2 separate regions of the Mus musculus genome follow, and region 2 is linked to region 1. Evidence: chromatin contacts called from public HiChIP or PLAC-seq data. All regions are on one chromosome and are shown on one strand. Each heading gives the region's core, a stretch centred on a gene start, on an enhancer-like site or on the middle of the called end of the contact. The rest is flanking DNA. Distances are from core to core; before and after follow the strand shown. Region 1 has its middle 9.6 kb from the start of Fasl. Region 2 overlaps Gm31925 (a long non-coding RNA gene).

Region 1 (5,194 bases), core at 373-2,872:
AAGATGGGCACGTTCCTCTTGGGAGCAGTCACCAACAGGACAAGCCATTTAAAGCTGTTTCAGTCCAGAGAATTAAGAAGTATAATCTCTATCTGTTAACTAAGGAAAATATGTAAGTTTCTAAAGCCAGTTATCAGAACAAAATTATTTCCTATATTTTCAGAAGAGAAGCAAAATTGCATGTAGTTTGAGGCCTATCTCCATCCAGGCAAGGTTCTTGGAATTCCTGTGGGCAGTATGTGGCCTTGATGTTGGGATATTGGAGATTTGAATTCTTCTCTGTGGCTCTTTGCCTAGATTTGTCTGAGTAATACACTTACCCTCCTTAGTTTCAATTTTCTCATCTATAGTATTGTTTTGAACTCTCTACTCTCTTTCCAGTGTAGTCCATTTCTTTTCTAAATTTTGTTATTGTCATTGATGATCCTCAAAAAACAGTATTCATCTAGATTGCAAGCCTTCTTGCTTCCTCTATATTCATAGGCAGGAAAGCTTAATGCTACAAGAATTCAGTAACAAATGTACAAAAAAGCAAATTTAGTTGAATCTGAGAGATGAGTATGAGTCTACCCATGACAGACATCCCTTGCTTCCAGGAAGAGAGATCCCTGGTGTGTTATAATCCAGTGAACACCATCCTTGGTTCCTGAGGGCACTGTTAACCATCAGAGTCTGTAGACTCTGTGACATGACACTGCTGTGGGGGGTTGGATAAGGGTAGCTCCCATCAGCCATAGATTTGAATGCTGAGTCACCAGGGAGTGGCAGTATTTGAAAGGATTAGGAGGTGTGGCCTTTTTTGGAGGAAGTGTGTTACTGGGGGTAGGCATTGAGGTTTCAAAAGCTCATGCCAAGTTCAGAGTCTGTCTGTCTGTTTGTCTCCTCTCTCTCTCTCTGTGTCTCTGCCTATCCCTGTCTTTCTCCCTCCTCTTTCTCTGCGCATGGATTAGGATGTAGCTAGCTCTTGGCTACATCTCCAGCACCATGTCTGCCATGAGTGTTTCTGTGTGCCAGGCCTGCAGTGATGCTAATGGACTCAGCCTCTGAAATTGTAGCAAGCCCTCAGATAAATGCTCTCTTTATAAGAGTTGCCTTGGCCATGATATTTCTTCACAACAATAGAACTGTAACCCGAACAACTGCTCACTAAAAATGAGCCAATATCTCTAGAATTCTGGAATTTTGGAGGACAGAAAGTAAAGAAGAAGAGACCTGTGCCCAGAGACACAAAAAAACCAAATAAGTTTAATGTTTACGATTTTCCTGTTTCACTGAGACATTTCATTGTTGGGGACAGTAAGCTACTAGCTATAGTGCTAGGTACAGTGTGGGAAGGTGGTTTCATTTCAGATCATCACCTGGACAATGGAAAAGCTATAATAGCTGATATTACTGTCCAGGCCTAGAAGTAGGTCCTACTCTTAGCACAATGATACATTATATTCTAACAGCAAACGAGTGACTGAGTGAATGAATGAATGTCCACTTGACCGAATTCTGCAAAGTAAAAGAAGATGTATACTACAGAAGAGATTTCTCATGCCACTCACCTTCTACCCCCAAAGCCTTCTGTGAAAGGAAATGTCTGCTGCCACCTCTGACCACTTCCTCAGTAACCCACCAACCTTCTGGTGCCCCCGCTTCACTCTGTGGAGGTGGAACCCAGAGAGAATCATCTGAGTTAGGGGGAAGTGAAACTTGTTCCTTACATATTTTTATTTTCTGCCTCCTGTTCTTCTCCAGCCCTTCTGTGTGAGCAAGATGTTGGTTAGAAGTTTTTGAAGGAGGGAAGGCCACAAGATGTGTGCAAGGGGATGGGGAGATGAGCAGGGATGGAAGGGGGAGAGGGAAAGGGGGAGAAGAGAGGAGAGGGGTGTGTGTAGAGAAGTGTTGCAGGAATATATATAGAATGTGTAGCACAATAATGGAGCTAATTCAGAGCAAAAGGAAACCTTAGTAGATATACGTCAAAGCGGTGATGGGCTCGGGGTCCAAGGTCTCCTCATTTTTGTTTGCTTGTTTGATTTTGGTATAGAATAGAGTTTATTCAGAGCATGGAGAGGGGAGTTAAGAGGATAGTAGAGGCAGAGAAAGGCAGAGAAAGGCAGAGAAAGGGATAGAATTAGAGGCCAGCCATGACCACGTGGAGAGAAGGGAAATGGGGATGGGGAGAGAGGGGAAGCAAGAGGGCAAGAGAGAGAGAGGCAAGAGTAAGTAAGAGTGGTCTCCTCATTTTTATGATCAAATGTGTTTGATTTGTGAGAAATTCAAGGCCAAAGGAGGAAATGCATTGTTGGATTCAAGAGTTATTTATCTTTGATGACATTCTTTATCTGGCTCATCCTGCTGGCAGTCATCTAGGGAATAAATTCTGGTGGTTCAATATATGTTCCAAAAGTTTCCAACCAGGGAAGATGGACCACATGTAGACAGTAAGTGGCAAACGTTCACCTCTGTAGTGATAACGCCTGTGGGTTTCTGATGCTGGCAAGAAAAGTCCAGAAGGCTGACCTCCATTCGGCCACAGAGGTACCTTGAGATGGTGACAAGGCATCTCTTAGGGTGTTGCATCAGTGAACTCAGGCAGTAGGTGGTAGAGACTTCGGACAGGTAGGAGACTCGGGGGCAGAAGACCAGTGTTTGGAAGACTGATGAAGTAAGCTGGGCCCCATCTCAGCAAAGAGCAGGTGAACAACGCTCCACAGAGAGAGGGAAACAGGATTCTGCTTCTGGCAGGCAGGGTCACAGACGCTGGGGCCAGCCAGCCTGTTTTGTGTTATGATTTTTGTCAATTTGACACAAGCCAGGTCATATGAGAAGAGGGAACCTCGGTTGAGAAAATGCACCCATCTGATTGCTCTGAAGGGCATTTTCTTTTCTCTTTTCCTTTTAAAATTATCATTCTTTAACCTTTTTGTATAGTCCAGTCAATATCCCCCCTTTTGGTTGGCCCTCCAACAGCTCCTCATTCCATTCCCCCCGCCCCCGACCCCCCGTCTCCAAGAGGATGCCTCTACCCCACCTTATCCCACCAGACCTCCCACTCCCTGGAGCCTCAAGTCTCTTGAGAGATTAGGTGCATCTTCTTTCACTGAGGCCAGACCCAGCAGTCCTCTGCTGTATATATGTCAGGAGGCCTCATATCAGCTGGTGTATGCTGCCTGGTCAGTAGCTCAGTGTCTGAGAGATCTCGGGGATCCAGGTTAGTTGAGACAGCTGGTTTTCATATGGGATCACCCTCCTCCTCAGCTTTCTCCAGCCTTTCCCTAATTCAACCATAGGAGTCCCTGACTTTTGTCCATTGGTTGGGTGTAAGTATCTGCATCTGACTCTTTCAACTGATTGTTGGGCCTCTCACACTAAGCTCCTGTCCGTAAGCACACCATAGCATCAGTAATAGTGTCAGGCCTTCGAGCCTCCCCTTGAGCCGGCCTCCACCAAATTCATGGAGGTGCCTAGGGACAGAATATGTGGTAAGCTCTGAGGACAGAGGGAGCAAGGGTATGCAGCCTGTGCATCACCACAGCCTGGAGGGGTTATGTTATCACATCGATTTGTTGTTTGAGGGCCCATGCTTCTGTATGGTTACCTCAGAGTTGGTTAGGGTAGGAAACATAGGAAGAGACTAGGAAGGAATCTTGGGGTGCTCCTATGGGGTTTGACTGTGGCAAGTGTAGCTTATTTTCCTTGAACTTTGGTTCCTGTTTGGGTAGGGAGGGCATTATATCTCTTTAGGACTGACATGCAGTAGCAGCATGTCACAGACCCCAACTTCACTACTGTGACTTTGTGCCATGAGAGACCCAGGAATCTGATCATGCCCCACGAGCACCTTTTTGGGGGAAGGAGATGGAGATGCCCATTGTCCAACTGTTTTCTTGCCAAAGACCAGCCTCAGTCGTTTTGAGGGTCTGGGGAATGGGAGGATTAGATCAGCGTAAAATCAGAGTCTCAGGCAAGGATGCAGGTGGAAGCCGACAGGCGACTCATTCTGAAGCTACTCTCAGAGACAGCTTTCAGGTTTTCTCTGAGTCCACCTCAGTCTTGTGTTGGTAACACACTTCCTTGTCCATGATCAAATATATGATCAGACACCTTTTCATTATTTTCCTCAAACCCATTATTTTTCTCAAAAAACCCCATATAGCTGTCACCAGAAAGCACAGTGCACACATAAAGTCACAATTCAGTGCCTCAAAAGCAAATTATATGTTAACTTTTAACTCTCGGGAAAACCTCCACATCACAGGTCACCTGGGCATAAACTTGCAGTGATAGCATTAGCCCGAGAACAGGAAGTGCTAGCAGGTTGGAGTAATGTTAATATTTCTACCGTCTAAATTTGCAGAACCTCTTCTTCCACATTTTTGGGCTCAGCTGAATATCTACTTCTACAGTGCTTTCAAACTCTTTTCCATATGCAATATTAATCCCTCTTTCAGCTTCCCCCATGGCTCCTTAGCTAGCCTGAACCCTATCACTTGTCATTTGTACCCTAGTTCCCTTAGGCACGTGATGCCAGGAGGTCACATCAGTATGTTCCAATCTTTCCAGAAAAGTCAGCCCACTAATCCAATGGCCTTCTCATGGGGTCTAAACTCTTTTAACCATTCTTTCATATTTTTTATTATACATATGTCTTCCAATTTTCCCCAGTAATATTTCTGGGTCAAGCTTTCTGTTATTAGAGAGCTCTCATGGGGGCTTTCACCATTGCCCACTAATCCAGTAGACCCAGCTATTTTCTTCTTCTGCCTTGTCCCTTGTGTTTTCTATGGCCATCCCTGTCCTTAGTGACCCAGGTCCAGTGTTCCTTCTCCTTGGGGTCTCCAAGCCTCTTAACTACAAAAACTTCAGGTTTTTAAAAACCATGTCCTAGCCAACCTAATCATCATGAGTTGACTAGGATTTCTCAGAGAATAATTAAGGCCGTGAGCCTTCACATCCAAACCCCCCTTGTCCATTATGCTCATTCAAGTTGACTACTTGAATGACCAGGGCCAGTGCAGTTTGTTCCTACTAGACATCAGAGCAGTTTTCTTCCCTAGTAACGCCCTCAATCCCTTTCCCAGATTTTTTCTTTTTTTTTACCAGAATTATATGTGAGAACAAATATGATATAGAAAAAGGCAAGACAGGCAATCACTAAAAAAAAAAAAAAAAAAGAAAAGCAAGGCCATCGGTATCTTAGAAA
Region 2 (5,208 bases), core at 2,691-5,190, 110 kb before region 1:
GCAGTGCCTTCCCTCACGTGGCTTACTGTCAATCTAACTAGTCTGTTCTTTTATTTCACCCTGAGTGAGGTTTTCCTGCTACTTTGAAATCCATATAGGCTTTTATTTAATTCTCGAATAAGATGCCAAGAATCTAGAAACACTGGGCCTAGGCCCTGACCATCACTAAGCAAAATATTCCTTCTTACTGAATAAGAAAACCATATACCCTGTGTAGTAAACCTCAAACCATACTACCCACCATGAGGATAAGAAAGACTAGTTAATAAGTAAGCAAGTGGGGAGAGACTACAGAAGTGCCAGGGAGTGTCCCCAAATCATGAAACCGGACCAAAGACAAATTCTGCACAGAATAATATGATGATGAAAAGCACAAGTCTTTGGGGCAAACTGTTAGAGAACCCATCTCTGTGTAATATGGAAATGGTCTAATGGAAATCTGGAACTATTTAGGGGGATGTTGATGGCTACTAATTGGAAAATTAGCTTTCGGAGAGAGAACACATAGAATAAGAGCCCTTTAACATACTAATGCTAAGTCATTTTATTTTCTGTAAATCTTAGGTGATTTTTAGTTGTGAGATTTAGTTGTATCGCACTAAAACAGATCCATATAGATTTCCTGAGTTACTGTGAAACAGGGTCTTGTCTAACTTGAAGGAAATAAAGGTAGGTGGGAGAGAGGTATTTTAGATCATCTTTCCACTCTGGACAAGCTGTACCTCCATCCCAAAGATCAGCTTTTCTTCTGAAGTCTAAGGTCCACAAAGGTGCTCTATTACGAGAGCAGTGATGCATGGGGTATGCCTCCTTTCAGTTCTGACTCTTGAACTGAGATAGTGGGAGTATGTGAGTCATTCTCTATCAAAATCAACTTGAAGTATGGGTTCTTTTTCAGGCTGACAGCTTCAAAATGACCCGAGGCAAAGCCTAGCACTGGCCAGTGTTTCTGAGGCTGAACACAATGCAGCCAGAGACTGCTGCATTTAGGGAACTGGAGAGAGGGGAACAGTCTCAACACAGGTAGAACATTGTGATTGAGTTGTTCTTTACTTGTAAGACTGCTGTGTTGAGACCTCAAGTGATTCCTACAGCTTTTGTCTTGAAGGTGTGGTCCCCAATATAGTGTTCAGAGGTAGGGCCTTTGGGAAGTAGCTAGATCACACGGGCTCTGTTTTAGGGTTTCCATTACCGTGAAGAGATACCATGACCAAGGCAACTCTTAAAAAGAACAACATTTAATTGGGCTCAGCTTACAGGTTTAGAGGTTCAGTCCGTTATCATCATGACAAGACACATGACAGTGTCCAGATGCTGGAGGAGCTGAGAATTCTACATCTTCATTGAAAGGAAGCCAGGAACAGACTGTCTTTAGGCAGCTAGGAGGAGGGTCTCAAAGCCCACCCACACTTCCTCCAACAAGGCCACCACACCTCCTAATAGTTTTACTTCCTGGGCTAAGCATATTCAAACCACCACAGGCTCTGACCTCATCATATGCTTCTACCATGACACCCTACCTCACTTGAGGCCCAGAGCTTCTGGGCCAAGTAATCATGCACTGAAAACCCTGAAATCATGAGACAAAACAAAGCATCCCCGTGTTAAAGCAGGTATTTCCCCCGGTGTTTTGTCACAGCAACAGACAGCTGGTGGCCACAGACATCTTTCTCCACAGTAGCTGAACTAGTCTTTCAAATGCCTGCTGTGAGAATTCCTAATAGAACACTTGAGTAAGCCTTTGGCCTCCTGCTAAGGCAAACGTTGAACAAACAGAACGTTATCAATCTCACTGACAGTCCTTTGAACAGTTCCTTGTGAATAGGGAAAAGAACTAGGTTTGAACCAGGTAGTGCTGTGACCTATCCAGCCACAAAAGGCAAAAGGGCTCCTCTAACTAACAAGCAGCCATAGCCGCAGCTCTCTGCGGTTATGCTTAGCTAAGCACAGTGACGGTGATCTCATTAAGAGATGTATGTGGTTACCAGTAGGTTGGGATCCTCCCTTCTCTACCTGAGCACCCATCACAGAGTGTTCCGGCGATGACCCAATGGGCAACTCTACCCCTGAGACGTTAGACAAAAAGAACACAAGGAATAAATTTGTACCCAGTTTATTCCATTAGCTCCACAGACTGTTAAAAATAAGAAAGATTGTTTGGTTGGCTGGTTGTCTTAATTGATTGTGGCATTTGGATTAAAGCATGAGTTGAGACTCCTAGCAAGTGTCAAAATTTGCCTTATGGGCATCAGTGAATTTCAGTGTGGGGGAGGGGAAGGGAAGAACTGAGTCACTAATAAGGAATGACTTACAAGTTTCTGGGTGTGGGTATATTAAGATTCAAACTCTCTCTGTCTCTCTCTGTCTCTCTGTCTCTGTCTCTCTCTCTCTTTAAAGGATTTATTTATTATTATATCTAAGTACACTGCAGCTATTTTCAGACACACCAGAAGAGGGCATCAGATCTCATTATGGATGGTTGTGAGCTACCACGTAGTTGCTGGGATTTGAACTCAGGACCTTCGGAAGAATAGTCAGTGCTCTTAACAGCTGAGCCATCTCTTCAGCCCAAGATTCAAACTCTTATATTAATGGGCTTTTTATTACTACAGCAGATGCCTGAAATAATCAGTGTGGAAAGTTATCTCGGTGGTCCTGTAGTTTATTGGTCTCTGGTGAAGCACTATAGCATGGGGTAGAACACACACCAGAGCAAAACTACTCATCTCATTGCCAGGAAGCAAAAGTGTTGTAGAAGGGTCTGGAGTCCTTTATCCTGCCCAGGGATACATCCCTCTGTGACCTCAAGGCCTCTCATTAGACCCCATTTTTCAATGTCTCACAATCACTACCACTCTGGAGACCAGGCCTTTTAACAAACAGGCCTCTGTGAGGCATTTACAATTGAAGCTACAGTACTCTCCCCAGACACTTGCTGGTGTCAGCAGTTTTTTTCATGGGTCACCCTTTACTTATTTTCTAGAACATTCACCCTCTTCTCATCCCTGTGGGACACTAACTGGAATAATAGTATCCTAAAGCTTCTCCTGGGGCAGAAAGGACAAAGGAGACTTGATTCTACAGCCTAGGAGGGATGGGGGTGGGGGACCAGAACAAGGTCAAAGCAGGAACACGGTGCATCCGTCTTGTTGTTTATTTTTAACCAACTTGCTCTAACCTTAAAAGGAAACTTAGTCTGTAAGAAGAGCACTGTTATGCTGTGGTGGCCCTGAGCACATACCAAGACCTCTACAGAGATTTTAACTCTACTGCTGCTCTCAGGATTCCCTTGCATGTGCATGCTCAGGCTTGCAAGCAGTTCCCAGCCACTGATGAGCCATGTAGAGACTATTAAGGCAGATGCATTCCAAGTAAGGTGAAGTACTTGCCCCATAAGAGTCTGGCTTGAGAGCAGCCTGTCAGTTAGACTGGGGCTTTACCATAACTGTGTTCCTTCCAGTTCAAAGATCTTTCTCACTTCTTTCTCTTTCTCTTCTTCTGCCCCTTCTCGGTTGTTAAGCCTGCAGTCATAGTCTGCATGCTCTCTCTACCTTCTTCTGTATCCCATCCCACTGGCTTTGACTCTCATAAATCTCCCTAAACACACTAACCCTAAGATCTATTTCTCAGAGCCCTCAATTAACATATTCAATGACAATATATGGCTGTTATCAACAATTATCTACTCATTATATTTTCTATACAAGACACTACACCAGGGATGTGTGCGGAGTAGAGAAAGAATACTGAGAGATACAGATCATGGTTTCTACCACCACAAAACCTTTCACCAACTAGGTAATGTGAGTCCCATAGATACTTCAATGAACAATAGAAAGTACAGTTGTCATGTAATTACTCATTTACATGACTGCTCGTATTTCAGCAAGAGTGTTTTCCAAACCGTAAGTCAAGACACAGTACTTGACTGTGAAGTGACGGCAGTGAGTCACATGCTGCATCATTGAAAATGAAAGAGAAGATACCAGAAGAAAGCATACCACATGTAATATTACAGTATGAAATGTCTATGTGCATATGTTTAAAAATTGACACAATTATATTTTAAAGTGTGCTTGTATGTCTCCATCAAAAAGTTAGGAATTGAATTAAGAATTAGCCCATGTCCTCCTTAAAAGCATGGGTGGTAATCTTTCCAACAGCTGTCTCCCGGCAGTGTTTGAGTAGATGTAGGTCTTCAACAGTTGTTTGTGGATGATGTTCGCTGAGTAGGAAAGAGGAAAGTCACCTATCTCTTTAAGAATAGGAAAAGTGGAGGAAGAGAAAGAGGAAGACTGTGCCAGGGCTTTAACATAATCACATAATCAAAGGTCAGGATACTCCGGTCTTAAAGTGAACTAGAGGTTCCATGAATTGGTGGGTATCTCGATTACCTGTTCGTACAGAGAGAAATTAAGGAAGGAGATGTTGGCCAGAAATTAATGTCAAAATAACCAGCAAGATTCTCCAAGCATGAGTTTTCTATGATAAGCTTATCAAGTAATAATGTCAAAATCATATACTTGCACAGTGCGTGTGTGTTGGGGGTGTTATTTATTTTAAGGGTCTCGACTGGTATTTCTTTGTAAAGATTTTTTAAATTTTTATGTTTTATGTGTGTAAGTATTTTGCCTTTATATATGTAAGTGTGCCACATGTATGCAATGCCTTTGGAACTCAGAAGAGGGTACTGGATTCCTCTATAACTGCAGTTATGGAGCGTTGTGAGCTACCATATGGGTGCTGGTCATTGAACTTGGGTTCAAGGACAAGAGCAGCAAGTACTCTGAGCTCCTAAGTCATCTCTCCTGGCCCTCAATTCATATTTTTGTTATATATTTTTCATCTCAGGCATTTTGTGAGACAAGAAGAGAGAGGCAGCAGTATATTCACCTAATCAAAGGCAGTGACATTTTTTGATTCTACTTCCCTGTAATGAGCCAAGTTGGGCACTTGGTCTGAAATGAACTCACTCTATTTAGGTTTCTTCTAAAGTCAATTTTTCTTGTAAACATGTACAGAGGGCCCCCATTCTTATTGTTTAACTCTTTTAAAAACACTTTTAAATTATATTTTATTTATTTAGTTATTCTATGTAGGAGTGGCTCAAATGCCACTGTTCATGTGTGGCAGTCAGAAGACAACCTGTGGGAGTCACTTCTCTTCCAACACGTGGGGCACCAGAGACCGAGTTCATCTCACTGAGGT

The links. HiChIP or PLAC-seq counts read pairs in DNA pulled down with a chosen protein or histone mark.
Region 2: a contact with region 1 is called in a BATF HiChIP or PLAC-seq map of CD8 T cells, with 5 read pairs. The contact joins two enhancer-like sites. A contact is called at or near these places in 4 of 115 datasets of contacts at active chromatin or transcription factors (CD8 T cells, the HPC-7 cell line, bone marrow-derived macrophages and 1 more).

What each region holds. Positions count from the first base shown.
Region 1 is chr1:161,795,524-161,800,717 of GRCm38.p6, reverse strand. No RefSeq gene overlaps it. Among named protein-coding and RNA genes, the nearest start is that of Fasl, 9.6 kb to the right of the region's middle. Within about 2 kb of position 1,622, at least 70 of the 459 cell types and tissues checked have an H3K27ac peak or open chromatin away from gene starts, as enhancers often do. A contact at or near this core is called in CD8 T cells and effector CD8 T cells, where this site is marked.
Region 2 is chr1:161,905,998-161,911,205 of GRCm38.p6, reverse strand. The region is part of intron 2 of Gm31925 (a long non-coding RNA gene); the gene reads right to left. Among named protein-coding and RNA genes, the nearest start is that of Gm31925, 12 kb to the right of the region's middle. Within about 2 kb of position 3,940, at least 46 of the 459 cell types and tissues checked have an H3K27ac peak or open chromatin away from gene starts, as enhancers often do. A contact at or near this core is called in CD8 T cells and effector CD8 T cells, where this site is marked.